Linked DNA regions of Mus musculus: region 1 is linked to region 2. Evidence: chromatin contacts called from public promoter capture Hi-C data. All regions are on one chromosome and are shown on one strand. Each heading gives the region's core, a stretch centred on a gene start, on an enhancer-like site or on the middle of the called end of the contact. The rest is flanking DNA. Distances are from core to core; before and after follow the strand shown. Region 1 holds the start of Cenph (centromere protein H). Region 2 holds the start of Marveld2 (MARVEL (membrane-associating) domain containing 2).

What was found. Capture Hi-C pulls out chosen DNA fragments and counts their contacts.
Region 1: a contact with region 2 is called in a promoter capture Hi-C map of adipose tissue. The contact joins the promoter of Cenph here to the promoter of Marveld2 in region 2. A contact is called at or near these places in 7 of 39 promoter capture datasets (3T3-L1-derived adipocytes, embryonic stem cells, hematopoietic stem and progenitor cells and 3 more) and 3 of 9 other capture datasets (adipose tissue, embryonic stem cells and liver).

Annotation. Positions count from the first base shown.
Region 1 is chr13:100,771,413-100,778,551 of GRCm38.p6, forward strand. It overlaps Cenph (centromere protein H), which reads right to left and starts at 4,487. Exons shown (of 9, transcript NM_021886.2): 1 at 4,275-4,487; 2 at 1,314-1,369; 3 at 243-291. The coding sequence starts at 4,390.
Region 2 is chr13:100,611,016-100,618,602 of GRCm38.p6, forward strand. Marveld2 (MARVEL (membrane-associating) domain containing 2) reads right to left here and starts at 5,956. Exons shown (of 7, transcript NM_001038602.4): 1 at 5,911-5,956; 2 at 418-1,569. The coding sequence starts at 1,554. It overlaps Rad17 (RAD17 checkpoint clamp loader component), which reads right to left. Exons shown (of 17, transcript NM_001044371.2): 17 at 6,149-6,917. The coding sequence ends at 6,629.

The DNA of each region.
Region 1 (7,139 bases), core at 3,237-5,736, 160 kb after region 2:
TGCAGAGCTGGCAGGCTGAGCCGAGTTGCTTTGCTAAGCACATAGACCATGTAGGGCATACCAGACAGCAGAGAAGCGATCACCCCGTAGTGCCAAATACTCCACTGCAAATCACCAAGCTCCCAACTTAGACCTGACTTATTTATCTAGAATCCTAAAGGAAAGAAAGACAGCCCTGGAACACAGATCATATGATTACATCTTAGTAAAAGCCACAAATAAAAGATTAAAATATGACATACACTTCGATCTGTTTTTCTTGCATAATCTGTTCTGGAGTTTTTTCTTCATCTACAAGTAAAAAGTTTTTTTTAATCAGTAACACTTTTATTAAATAAATATTCAGTGTGTGTGTGTACACCACGAAGCTCATGTGGCAGTCACAGGACAACTTGTCAGGCTAGTTCTCTCCTCTAGAGTCAGTGGGCGTTAGGCCCTGAACCCAGGGCATCAGGCTCGCCGGCACTCATCCGAACCGACTGAACAGTCTTGTTGCTGCCCTATCACACCTCATAATTATCTTGCACACCTCCCTGTTTACCTTTTTTACTACACAAAATGCACACAAACAACTGAAGGGGTCTCACTGTGTAGTTCCTGATAGCTTGAAACTCAATATGGAAATCAGGTTGACCTCAAACTTAATGGAGATTGGACTTCACTTCTCAAATGCTGGAATTAAAGGCAGGAGTCACCGTGCCTGAGAAAAACCACTTCTTTGTAAAGCTGATGTTCTTTTCCAAGAATACCATGGTGATGGTTTGTATATGCTCAGGCATATACATATGCTCAGCCCAGGGAGTAGCACTATTAGAAGGTGTGGCCCTGATAGAGTAGGTGTGTTGCTGTGGGTATAGGCTATAAGAACCACATCCTAGCTGCCTGGAATTCAGTTTTCTGCTAGCAGCCTTCAGATGAAGATGTAGAATCTCAGCTCCTCCAGCACCATGTCTGCCGAGATGCTGCCATGTTCCCACCTTGATGATAATGGACTGAACCTCTGAACCTGTAAGCCAGCCCCAAATATATGTTGTCCTTTATAAGACTTGCCTTGACCATGGTGTCTGTTCACAGAAGTAAAACTCTAAGACAACCATTCATTTGGGGGCTGGAGATGGCTCAGAGAGCACCTAGGTGATAGCTCATAACCTCTCTAATTCCATTTCCAGGGGATCCAGTGTACTTTTTGGCTTCACGAGCACAAACATACAGCAGGCAAAATACAGGCACATAAAATACAAATAAATATAATTTTAAAACAAATAGCACTCATCAGCAAACTCACGAAGCTGTTTGGAAACGAAGTGACTTACTTGTGTCGATCATGGACTTATATTCTAAGAGCTGCTGTTTTGTCTGAGCTCTCAGCCTGAAAATGGAAAAAGAAGACAGATAGGAATTTATGGACGGTGGTTATAGTCATCCTGCAATAAATGAAATGGCTTCAAAGTCTTCTCATGTAGCCTCGCTTTATTTAAAATAGTTGGCAAGACGGCGACATAAAATGGATGACAGTGGGGATACAGCACCTTGGAGAAAAAGTGAAAAATGTAATTCTTGCACATTCATCAGCCAGACCAAAACATGGTTCATGAAAGCTCACTTCTACAGGTTGGTAGCCTGAAGTGATGATATCCCAGGCAGGCTCTACCAGCTTTCCAGACTGTAATGTTTTCAGGAGGGGCTGGAAAGATGATTCAGCCATTAAGTGGGTACTCTTCTTGTAAGAGGACCTGAGTTTGGTTCCCAGTACCAAAACTAGGCTATTCACAATTACCTCTAACTCCAGCTCCAGCAAGAATGTGTCATCTCTGGCCTCCAAGGGCACACCCATGCATGTACATAGATAGCTATACACACACACACACACACACACACACACCCTAAGAATAATGAAAATACTTGTTTTTATTTGAAATAGGATTTTTCTGTGTAGCCCTGGCTGATCTAGAACTCACTCTGTAGACCAGGGCTGGCCTCAAACTCATAGATATATCTTTCTACTCCTGCCTCCTGAGTGCTGGGGTTAAAGCCATGCACCTCCCCTATCCAGCTTCAAAAATATATCCAGACAGGGTTTCTCTGTGTAGCCCTGACTGTCCTGGGAACTCACTTTGTAGACCAGGCTGGCCTTGAACTCAGAAATCCTCCTGCCTCTGCCTAAGTGCTGGGATTAAAGAGGTGCACCACTACTATTCTGGTTATCAAGTTCTTTAAACGACACAATTCCAAATGAAAACAACAACTTAACACTCGGCTCTGGCTAGCCATGCAGGTCATTGGAAGGCTGAGGTAGGAAGATAGAAATGTCAGTGAAGACCTGCCAGTACTTCATAGTAAGTTCAAAACCAGTCTTGACAACTTAGCAAATTCAAACTCAAGATAAAGTAAAAAGGGGCTGTTAGATGCTGTGTCAAAAAGCCCTCAGTCAGGCTGGAGAGATGGCTCAGCAGTTAAGAGCACAGACTTCTCTTTCAGAGGTCCTGAGTTCAATTCCCAGCAACCACATGGTGGCTCACAACCATTCGTAATTAGATCCGATTCCCTCTTCTGGTATTCTGGTATGTCTGAAGACAGCTACAGTGTGTGTGTGTGTGTGTGTGTGTGTGTATGCGCGCATATATATATATCTTTAAAAAAAAAAAAGGCACTCAGTCTTAGAGTGCTTGCCTAAGATGCTTGAGCCCCTTGCTGGACGTGGTGGCGCACGCCTTTAATCCCAGCACTCGGGAGGCAGAGGCAGGCAAATTTCTAGGTTGGAGGCCAGCCTGGTTTACAAAGTGAGTTCCAGGACAGCCAGGGCTACACAGAGAAACCCTGTCTTGAAAAACAAACAAACAAAAACAAAAACAAAAGATGCTTGAGCCCCAGGCTCAATCATTACTACTGCCAAAAACCATCCCTATCACTGACAAATTATTACAGATTACGGTAGAACTAAGAGTACTGATAAGCTCAAAAAATAGTTTGTTCTTCAGCTGTCGTGTTTACAACAGACATATCTGTATATGACTAGGTATGGTCCTTAATGATTATAATTCTAGCACCTGAAGGCAAAAACAAAAGATTACTACAAGTTCAAGGTTATAGCCTGCCAGTGTTTGCCTTTCCTTTTGTTTCGTTTCGTTTTGTTTTGTTTTTTTGAGGCAGGGTTTCTCTGTGTTGACCTGGTTGTCCTGGAACTCACTCTGTAGACCAGGCTGGCCTCGAACTCAGAAATCCGAGCCTCTGCCTCCCAAATGCTGGGATTAAAGGCGTGCGCCACCGCCACCCAGCTATAGGCTGCCAGTGTTTCACAGCAAGACCCTGTCTCAAAAATTCAAAACAAGTCTGTTATGAGTTTTAAAAAAATTTTTAGATGTATTTATTTTATGTATATGAGTACACCATTGCTTTCTTCAGACACACCAGAAGAGGGTATCAGACCCCACTGCAGATGGTTGTGAGCCACCATGTGACCTCTGGAAGAGCAGTCCAAGTTCTTTAACCACTGAGCCAACTCTCCAACCCTTTGTTATGCATTTTAAAGGTCTGCAAAAAACCTGTTAAATTTTTTTTTCTGCAAAGAACCACACAGCAAATAATTTAGGACTTGGCAGTCATATAGCCTGTTTTAACTATGTAACTCTGACCCTGTACCAGAAACCTGTGTCCCAATAAGCTGTATGAACACTAACATTTAGATTTCATGCATTACAAAATGTTTGGCTCCTATCTCTATTTAAATACGGAAAAACTATGCTGTAGTTGAGCTGTATGGCTCTTGCTACGCATACACCAGACGCTGCTTTTCTTAGCTTGAAGAGTTCACCATAGGCAGTAGGATAAACTTGGTCCAGGCCTTAGACTAAAGTTTCTGGCCGCCAAATTTTCTCTAAAAACTGCTGACTGGGGAGCATCATCGTCCTGGTAGGACGATAAACAACCGAAGCTTCTGGTCAGCAAAGGGTCTTGGTCCTCAAGGTGGACTGTGTCCTGTAACTTGGCGGTAGGTACTGCTCAGCCAGCCCGGACCACAGTGGCAAGACAGCACCGGAGGCCGGGTCGCAAGCCTGGCTCAAGACGGGCACAGCGCCACGTCCTCCTGCAGAATGTCCCACCCCAGCCCACTAGCCTCTCTGCGCGGAGGGCATCTTTTGCGGCTCTCTTCCCCACTGACAGGCCTAAAGCGGTGAAACTGATGGTGCCGCAAGCTTCGGAGCCCTAAATCAGCCAGGGAACCTGAATAGGAACCCTGAGCCTCCCGAGTGGGGGCGGATGCCCGCCGGGAGCACCTGAGCAGCAGGCTGATACGGTCCTCGATACGCTCCTCCGCGGCCTGCGACAGACCCCGCTTCTCTTCGCAGGCCTCAGCCCCGGCCTCAGACCTCTCCCGCGGCTGCTCCTCCATTGCAAAGGCCCGCAGGTTTGAACGCCACAGAAAATAACCCAGCAGTTCTTCCCGCCACGAAATTGGTTTCCGGAAGTTCCTACCCTTCCGGAAGGGTCCCGCCCCTTCCGCCCTGAGTCCCTCCTTCTGCTTCTCCCCTTGCAGCGGGTTGCCGTGGTTACCGTGCTGCGTTCCTTTTCTGAGGCTTCTTTCCACAATTGATTCTATTCCTCTAGCTAAGACTTTCACCAACACAGGCCATCGAAGCCTGTGGGTAGGGATAGATGGAGACGGGGCTCAGTGGTAGAACTCTTACCTAGCATGCCTAGTGTCTTGAGAAAACTTAGGATATAACTTAAACTGTATCTTTAGCGTGGCCCGGAGGGGTAAAACTTAGTGCTTAAACAGATGTCAACAGTCGTCCTGGCTGGCGCTATTATTGCCCCTATTATTACACTCCAGGTCAGGGTTTGGAGAATGGGTTTGCCCTGCATCAAATTCCCTCCAGAACTGGAGTTACACGCAGTTGTAAGCCACTTGATGTGGGGGTTAGGAATCGAGCCTGGGTCCTCCAAAGAGCCAGTGCTCTTAACCGCTGAATCATCTCTCTAGCTTCTACTCTCACTTTGAGAAAGGGTCTCATGCAGCCAAAGCCGATCTTGGACTATCAATCCTCCAAGTACTGTGAACCTGCAATATTATATTGAAAGGCTTTCTTGCTGTTCCGAGAACAGATCTGGGGTCCCTATTATAACTCCTGAGGGCCATACCTTTAGTTTAGTGGAGAAATGAATGCCTCAACCAGGAGGCAGTGCTGGCACATGCTCTCCAGACTTTACCATGCCACTAACACGCCCTTTCAGTTCCTGGCACGGGTACTCCATCCGACTATCAGTGAAAATTCTATCAGAAACTGGAAAGGGTATCTGCAATCCTAGAGCAGGAGGTTGGGCAAAAATGTGATGAGTTCGAGGCCAGCCTAGGATACACAGTGAGTATGAGACAGAGAACATGTCAAGATCCTGTCAGAGGGTTGGGATTAGAAATCACGTTGAGAATTGGGTGCCCCCAGTGTCGCTGACTTGACACTTGAGCCTTGACGTTGAGAGGCGAAAATGCTGTACATGAGCCTTGCGTGGTCACTTGAGGGATAAGTCCTTGCAGAACAAACAAAACAGCAGCTCTTTGAAGGGGAGGGCTGTGGTCCTTCATAGCTTTTGTCCAAGTTGATCATACCATGCTTATTGTTAACACAGTCCTGTTATCAAAGTACTACAGCTGCCATTTGTCTTTTTAAAGATTCATTTATTTATGTATATGAGTACACCGTAGCTGTACAGATAGTTGTGAGCCTTCATCTGGTTGTTGGGAAATCAGTTTAGGACCTCTGCTCACTCCAGTCAGCCCCCACCCCTCACTCAGTCCCTGCTTGCTCCAGCCCCAAAGATTTACTATTATAAATAAGTACACTGTAGCTGTCTTCAGTTGAACCAGATCTTCAGTCGAACCAGAAGGTGTCAGACCTCATTACAGGTGGTTGTGAGCCACCATGTGGGTGCTGAGATTCGAACTCAGGACTTTCAGGAAGAGCAGTCAGCATTATCTGCTGAGCCACCTCACCAGCTGTTAAGTATATGTCAAGTTGTTACAAAATCACGTGAGAGGCCTGAATTAGAATCCCTAGCACCATCTCCGTATCACAGAAGCAAAGCAGAGGCAGGAAGAGTAAAACATTCCAGCATTTAGGAGGGAGAAGAAGGATTGAGGTCCAGGCCACCTGGAGAGGCAGCTCACACAAGCACCCAATTCGGAATGTTTATCTTTATGTCCACAGAAAACCACAATCAAATGCAGAACAAGCCCTGCCCCAGCCCAGCTCATGTTATCAACAACGCCTGCACTGAAGAACACTGGAGAGGAGGCACAGATATTAGGCGCCAGGGGACTAGAAAGACTGCTTGAAATTCTGTCTCCTCAATGTCAGGGAAGCTACACCCATGAAGTTTCAACACTAAACAAGCCTAAATCAACCTTCAGCAAGGGTGATGCTAACACAGAAGGGGAAAGTCATGGGGCCCAATCAGGACAACTACAGTGGGCAGTGCTGAAGTTATATACATACAAGGACCACTACTGAGCAGGTTATATGTTTATGAACATATGCACAACAATAAAAGCCAAAGGCCATGAACTTCAGAATTCCAGGTGAGGGTGGGTTGAAGAAAGATAAAGGGAAATTATCAAAAATCAAAAAAGTAGTTGATTTTTAAAGTGAAAACCCCAGCACGAGGGTAAGGACCCTCAGGATTATACAGTGAAGGCCCAACAAGAGGTTTCTAAGTGCTGGGCGTGGTGGCGCACGCCTTTAATCCCAGCACTCAGGAGGCAGAGGCAGGTGGACTTCTGAGTTTGAGGCCAGCCTGGTCTACAGAGTGAGCTCCAGGACAGCCAGGGCTACAGAGAAACCCTGTCTCGAAAAACCAAAAAAAAAAAAAGTTTCCAAGTAACAAGATACACGCAGATGCACTCGTTAAGCCGTATGTAGCCACAGAAACTCTTAGAACTCAGTTTTAAAAATTCCTATCATGGGCTGGACAATTGGCCCAGTGGTTAAGAGCACTGGCTGTTCTTCCAGAAAACCTGGGTTCAATTCCCAGTAGGCAAATGTCAGTTTATAACTGTAACTCCAGTTCCAGGGGATTGGACATCCTTTTTTGAAAAATATATTAAAAAAGAGAGAGAAAAAAAGAAAAGAAAAAAAAAGTCCTAT
Region 2 (7,587 bases), core at 4,706-7,205:
CTGGACCTTCGGAAGAGCAGTCGGGTGCTCTTACCCACTGAGCCATCTCACCAGCCCCTGGGTTTTTTTTTTTTTTATGTATTGCATTTATTATTGCATGCATATTGTATTTACTTATGATATATTATGTAATTTAAGTTATTTTCATTTACCTAAAACTCAGTGGCCACGTCCTTCTCTGCATCAGTCAGTCACCACAAACGCACTTAGTTAACGAGCTACTGTGTGCTGTGGCGTCTCTCTGAGATAACAAGCAGACCCAGCAGAGTGGCCACTGGGAAAGGCATTCTGAAAGTCTGCTCATTTAAATACAGATACAGATACAGAATGACTCTGACAAAGTTTTGAGGATGATGTATTTTTAAGAGGAAAAGGAAAGCAAGACAAAAGAAAGGTACCGAGAAGCCCTGCACGCACCTCCTGCTGCTCCAGGAACTCCCGATGTCTCCGAGCCGCTTCGTGCCTCCACAGCTTTAGGCAGACCAGGGCGCTGACGAGATAAACTATCATGGTGACAAACAGGAAGATCATTGCAGCTATCTGACCTCCTTCTACCCGGCAGAACATCGCATTCATTGGTGTATTAAATAACGGGTAGTAGCAGAGTCCACCTCGGTTGGTATCGTTCACATAGACTATGGCTGCAGCCATGTACAGGATAAACAACGCAACGTTAACTCCGAACTCAGTCAGGGGCCACCAGTTAGAGTCCAAAAGGATGGTGCGGTAATACATGGACATGCCAAGCACCAGGATAATAATGGTGGTGATCCAAGCCAATCCAGCCACCACGAGTACGAAGGGGGTCTTGGGGCCACTGTAGTAATAACCCCCATATGTATTGCCGAGGCTGCCGAGACCTCCCATGCCATAGGGCTGTGTATAGCCAAACAAGTTGTACCACTCGTTGTCCTTGTGGATGTAAGCCGTGACACACGCGAAGACGCCGGCCCCCAGAAGCAGTTCCACCACACCCAGGATTCTCAGCAGGCCTGCCCACGACTTCATGTAGGCGTAGCGCAGATTGTATTCCTCTACCTTCTCAGAATACGTCCGCGCCGTCTGTGTGCGCCGGTCTAAGGATGCATAGGGGTCGTGGGCAAACATGGCATCTGCCTCGTGCTGGGAATTAAAGGTGCCTTGCGACCCTCTGGAAGGGTCTTTGTAAGGGTGGTGGTTTGCCCTTGCTGGAGAGGCTGGAGGTGAACACTCCACACCATCGGAGATGTATCTGATATCAGACACCGGGTTATCCCATTCTGGGTCCTTTTTCTTCCCTCTGAAGAAATTTTTCCAGGAGTCGGGAACAAAGCGTCTTACCGGCTTGAGGTCTGGTGCCACTGCTGGCTCCTCTGTGTCACTTGAGTAGAAGCTGGGGCCGAATGGTGGCTGTAATGGGAGAGGGGGAGGAGGCAGAGGATCTGCGCTCACTGCCAGCTCACTGCTGTGAAGAGACTGGAAGGTTCTTATGGTACCATCTGGACAAGACGTGTCCCTGGGAACCTCACTATAGCCCCTGTCCCGAATCCTGGACCTTGCGTCACTTGACGACATTTGTGATTTTCACACCTGTGGCCAAAATTAAAGGTTATCATTTATGCTTACTTTATCCTTCATAAATAAAATCCAGTTATTTTACTCACTTAATTACAAAACGTATTCAGGCGGCAAACATGATTATACCCAAGTTTTATTATGACTCTTGTAGACAAAAAATAAAAACAAAACAAAAACGAGCAATACAGAGTGTTAATATATTCCCAAGTACAGTCTTGTCTTTAGACATCTAAATCAAAATATTTACGAGTCTGAGCATACCAAAATTTTTGGCTCATCAAATGCTCTTCATTTTCATTAGCCCACTTTTTGCTTTGGAATGGCTAAGGGGCCATTAAAGCAGTCTTAACAGGCAGCAAGTAGAAGGCCTTTCCCTTCCTAATCAAAAAGTTAGCCAAGGGGTTAGAACTCTGGCTCTGAGGTTAAGACCACTGGCTGCTCTTCTGAAGTTACTGGGCGATTCTCAGTACCCATGTGGGGGGCTCACAGATGGTTGTAACCCTAGTCCCAGGGGATCTGATGCCCTCTGCTGGCCTCTAGGGGACTGCATCTATGTGGTGCACTGACATCTATGCAAGCAAAACAAGCACATACACAAAATAAGATAAACAGTCTGGCAGGCTTGCTTCTTTCCTCCTAAAATGTCAACAGCTGGCACTAGACTTACAAACTGAGCTCTCCCAGGTAAAAACGTCACAGCTGTGGCTCCCCAGAGCCAGTGTAAAACAGCAGCAGCACTAACCGTGAATGCCGCTGTTCCCACAGCAATTATCTAAAGGCAATTTGCTGTTACCATGGACAACTAAAGCATCTTAGGATTAGAATAACTAGAATTTAATATACCTGAAAAAAATTTAAATTTTGGGCTGGTGAGATGGCTCAGTGGGTAAGAGCACCCGACTGCTCTTCCGAAGGTCCGGAGTTCAAATCCCAGCAACCACATGGTGGCTCACAACCACCTGTATCTTCTGGGGTGTCTGAAGACAGCTACAATGTACTTACATATAATAAATAAATAAATCTTTTTAAAAAAAGTGTTTCCCCCCAAAAAAAATTTTTTTAAATTTTTTTCAAAATACACTTTGACTAAGTCTATTGCCTTCCTTGATGAAAGCAATGACCTAAATATATATACAACATATAAAATTGGGAGTGGGGAATAAAATATGGAGTGTAAATAAATAAATAAATTTAATTAAAAAAACAAAACCCACTTGCTGATAATATACTACTAGGTTAGAAGCACACTGATTTTCACCCTTTAACTTGTTTATGCCTTTTTATTGGATAGTCAAGTAGACATATGGTACTATACTTGAAATTAGGACAAATTTAAATGCGTGCTCTTACTTTAAGGTGTTGAGGAATTTGGAAATCCTAAGGCATAATTTTACTTGTAAAATGGAGGCCCATTAGTCAACAGAGATTGTCTGAGACCCTTCCATGGATCAGACACACCAAGGTTGTACTTAAGTTCCCTGCCTTTATGGAATTTAGATCCTACTGTGGGTGGCAGGTGATGGAGAAGCAAAATGCATAATGCCCCAAGGGTCAAAGTCTTTAAGAGGAGAAAGGAGGGCCCTGCAGGCAGTGGGGTACAGCATCAGCAAGGTGAGGGAAGTCTTCGTGGAGGAAGCAACAAATATAGAAATAAAGGTGAAGGTAGAAACCAAGGGGACCTCTGGATGCTCTAGGCAAATGGAACAGCTACACCGCCTAACATGCTAAGGAAATACCCAATCAGAGAGCTCAGCAAGGAAGCAACAGAATGAGACACACAGTAGGTCCAACGCCAAATGAATCACTTAAGATCTTAAATCCACTGGCTATGAAAGGGATGTAAGAAGCCATCAAGAGGATTGGGAGTTGAGGAGTGACAGGATCTGACTTGTTTTAATAGGATCTCTTTGGATGTGGTATTCAGAGTTCAACCCAGAAGGTGAAGGCTGACATGAGGAGACTGTTGATACATGCCCCAAAGGATCATGGGAAGAGCCATGGAGACAGCAAGGCCTTACATTCTAGATGCAGGACATGTAAAATAAGTGGTCACTGAGGAATTTAAACGTAATCTAAAGTGGGAAGGGTAGCATCGAGAACCTCCACATCCCACAGGTCAGCTTCAGTAACGACCCCTGTAAGACCAATCCTCTTCAGAGTTCACCATTCCTTCCCTGTCCTAGTCCTCTACCGAATTACTTAGAAGCAGGCCCAGAGGGTCTGGAGAGATGACTCAGTGGTTAGCGACAATGGCTGCTCTTCCAGAGGACCTGGGTTCAATTCCCAGCCTCCTATGGAGGCTCGCAACCAACTGTAACTCTAGTTCCAAATGATCTAACAGGCTCTTCAGCTTCCATGAGCACTGCACACATATGGTGCACACACATGCAGGCAAAACACCCACATAAAACAAACAAACAAACAAAAATGCTAGACTTCTATCTGATCGCTTTATGGTAAATTCATTTCTCCATCCCCAGAGAATAGGAGATTTCACAAGAGTTTCAGCAGTCCCTTAGGGAATCCAAGTGGAGATGCAGCCTGTCCAGAGAGAAGAGACTGTCACCAGACCAGACACAACCACCCAACAGATCAGTGGGTTTCAGCCTTCTTAATGCTTCTATCCTTTAATACAGTTCCTCATGTTGTGGTGACCCCCCCCACCACCACCACAAAATTATTTTGTTGTTACTTCATAACTGTAATTTTGCTACCATTACGAACTATAATGTAAATATCTGTTTTCCAATGGTCTCAGGGGATCCCTGTGAGAGGGTCATGCCCTACAGGTTGGACCATTGTAATAGATGGAACACAGAGGAAAGAGTCCAGGAAGAAATTTCAGGGTCCTCTAATTAGACACCCCAAGTCTGGAGGATTAACTACGATCACCCAGAAAGGTGTGCAAGGCAAACCAGAAGCTTTCCAGATGACAACTGTCTTAGGGTTTTACTGCTGTGATAAAACACCATTAACACATAACTTAGGGAGAAATGGTTTACTTTCACTTACAATACTCAAGCCACACTGCGATACTGAGAGAACTCAGGGCAGGAACCGGGAGGCAGGGGCTAATGCAGAGGCCATGGAGGAGTGCTGCTTACTGGTTTCTCCTCTTGGCTTGCTAAGTTTGTTTTCTTATTATCCAGGACCAGCGGCAGCACCATTCATAGAGACCTGGGCCCTCGGATGTAAATCACCAATCAAGTAAATGGACCACAGGTTTGCCCGCACACAGGTCAACTCAGTGGGGGCAATTTTCTCAACTGAGGTTCGGTCTTCTAAGAGGACTGTAACTTGTGTCAAGTTGACATAAAACCTGCCGGCACAACAGCAATTATCTTTGCCCTTTTGTCTTTATCTCTTTGCTCTTTAAAAAAGACAACGTTTACATCTAACACATGCCTAAGAATGTAGAAGCAAAAACACAACAAATAAACGGAAGGAGATTTGAGGTCTTTAGGGTGTATATAGTTTGCACGGCGGCATCCCGCTGGTTAATTTAACTCCTAAAAGTATGACTCACTGTAACGGATTCAACTCATCTTCACCTGTGGAAAACCGCTCGTTTGAGTTACATCACTTTATCATTTAAATAAAACACAAAAATGTGTAGACTAGTAGAAGAGCAAACTGTGCTACCTAGCAAGGAATCTTCAGCGGTATTTGACCACATCTTAAATATACAGATAAAACCTTACAGGTTGTCCTTGAGCCCCCTGGGCTCCACCTAGCTCGGTCGCAGGTCTTTTGTTTGCTTGGAGCCAGGGAGTTAGGAATGCCACAGCTGTGGCCAGAAAAATGGTTCACTGAGCGTCACGGGGATCGAGCCTGGTCACCTTCACACACGCACAATCGCCCCTTCAGTTGCCTCTAAAGTTTTGCTGCCTCCAGAAAGTGGACTACCGCCACAGATACTTGGGGGTTTGGGGTGGGGGAGCAGCGGAGCTGCAGCCGCGAGCGGACCGACAGATACCCAGCAATCCCGCCAGGGTCCCCCATCTAGCCTCCCGGCACCGCGACTATACCCACCCGGTGCGTGTCCCGCCTTCGCTTTCTTCTCTGGAAAATCCACTCTGGCTTCCGCCCCAAGGTGGCCGTTGTCTCGGTCAGGCCAGCCGGGAAAGTGGCGAGGGCGGCGCCACCAGGCGCCCGGAAGGACGGCGGCGGTCCAGCCGGCCGCACCTGTCGCTGCAGCGAAACCCGCCCACGCCGCCCCCGGAGCCCGGCGCGCCCGCGTGCTCCCGCTTCAGCCTGGCCGCGGGAGGGAGGCGGCTCCGGGGATGTGTGCCCAGGGCGAAAGGCCCACCCCGCGGGCTCGGCGTCCCGTCGCCGCATCGCGGCCCCACTCACCTGCGCGGCCGCCGGAACAGCACGCTCTGCCGCGGGCACCGAAACTGGGACCGAGCTCCCGGGGCGTGGCCGAGCCGCAGTGCCCCGCCCGCCTGGCCACCTAGCTGAGGCCAGGAAGCAGGCATAGCATAGGTGCTACCAGCTCCTTCCCATTTTAGAACATTTGCTCTACTTGCCTTGCCTGGACCCAAGGCAGACAGTGCGCGGTAGGTAATGTTAAAGGATAAGAAGAACAAGATGAAATCCAACGTTTTTAATTTTGATATAAATTATGTAAATACTTTCCAGAAGTATCTAAAATATTCCACTGTACAACATACCAAAAATGGTATCCGAAAAGCTAGATGCAAACTGTAAGTAAGGCACAAGGTTTATTTATACTCATAATTGCATCCTAAACTGTTTTATAAATCAAATTTCCAACACCCCATAAAGTCCGTATATTCTGGATTACTCCTTCACATTTTGATATTTAGTACAACATTCATACACTTCACACCGTGACTTCTCCTCAAACCATTCACAAGACTAAATAAATACTAAGCACTGAGTACTTGAGACCTGCTTTACTTCAAGATGACAGTCGTCAGTTGCTGTGACGAATACGATAAGGAACTGAGCAATTAACAAATTGCTTGTCCTTCAGAGACGTGTTCAAGTACCACTGAATAGACTAAAATTTATCTCTCAAGGAGCAACCTGATTGGCAGGCTGTTCTCTATGTCTCCTCGCTGTCATAGTCCTCTATTATTATGTCTTCCTCTTCCTCCTCCTCTTCTTCCATGTCCACTTTGGAGGAAAAGGGCTGAGGCTGGCTGGCAGGCAGATCGCTCCCGCTGTTCTGACTCAGCGGAAGGGACCAGGTCTCTGGGTCGGCATTCTGAGCAGCCTGCGCGGGTTCACCGGGAGCTTCCTGAGCCGGCTGCCCTCCGCTGTGCGGGGACTCATCCCCACTGTCAGGGTCTATCAGCCCCAGCTCTCGGTCAGTCAGGGCTTCCATTTTCAACCTGTCAGAGTCACAGCGAAGACATCAGTGGGAACCAAACAGAAAACTCCTTGAAATTATGAACTAAGTGGTCTTTCCACTCACACACAAAAAATACAAGGCAAATGACCAACTGTGAATAAGTCCTTTCTGCTATCAAAAGTGTTACTGTCTTCAGCAGAGTTCCTATAGACTAATATTTATATGTATACATTAAAAATGAGCATAAGGGGAGAGGGTATGGGGGGGGCTTTTGGGATAGCATTGGAAATGTAAATGAAGAAAATACCTAATAAAAAAATAATATTAGTAGTCCTGAGGATAGAACCCAGAGCCTTGGGCATGCTAAACAAACACTTTCCAACTCATCTACACCTAAGCCAGTAAAAAGATTTTTTAAATCAGGAAAAAAAAATGAGCATAAGACAGAAATCTCAGGAAACACAAATGGGTCGACTTGACTGTCCAACTAAATATGAAATTTTAAAATAGAAACTAAAGCTGGGCATGGTGCTCACACCTTTAATCCCACACTCAGGAGGCAAAGGCAGGCACTGGACCTCTGAGTTTAAGCAGCCAAAACTGCATAAAGGGTCTCTGTCTCCAAAAAGGAACTAAACCAATGAACTTCGTCCAGCTGTGTGGTATGGCCTATAATATAATACACTTGGGAGGCTATGATAAGAGAAGTT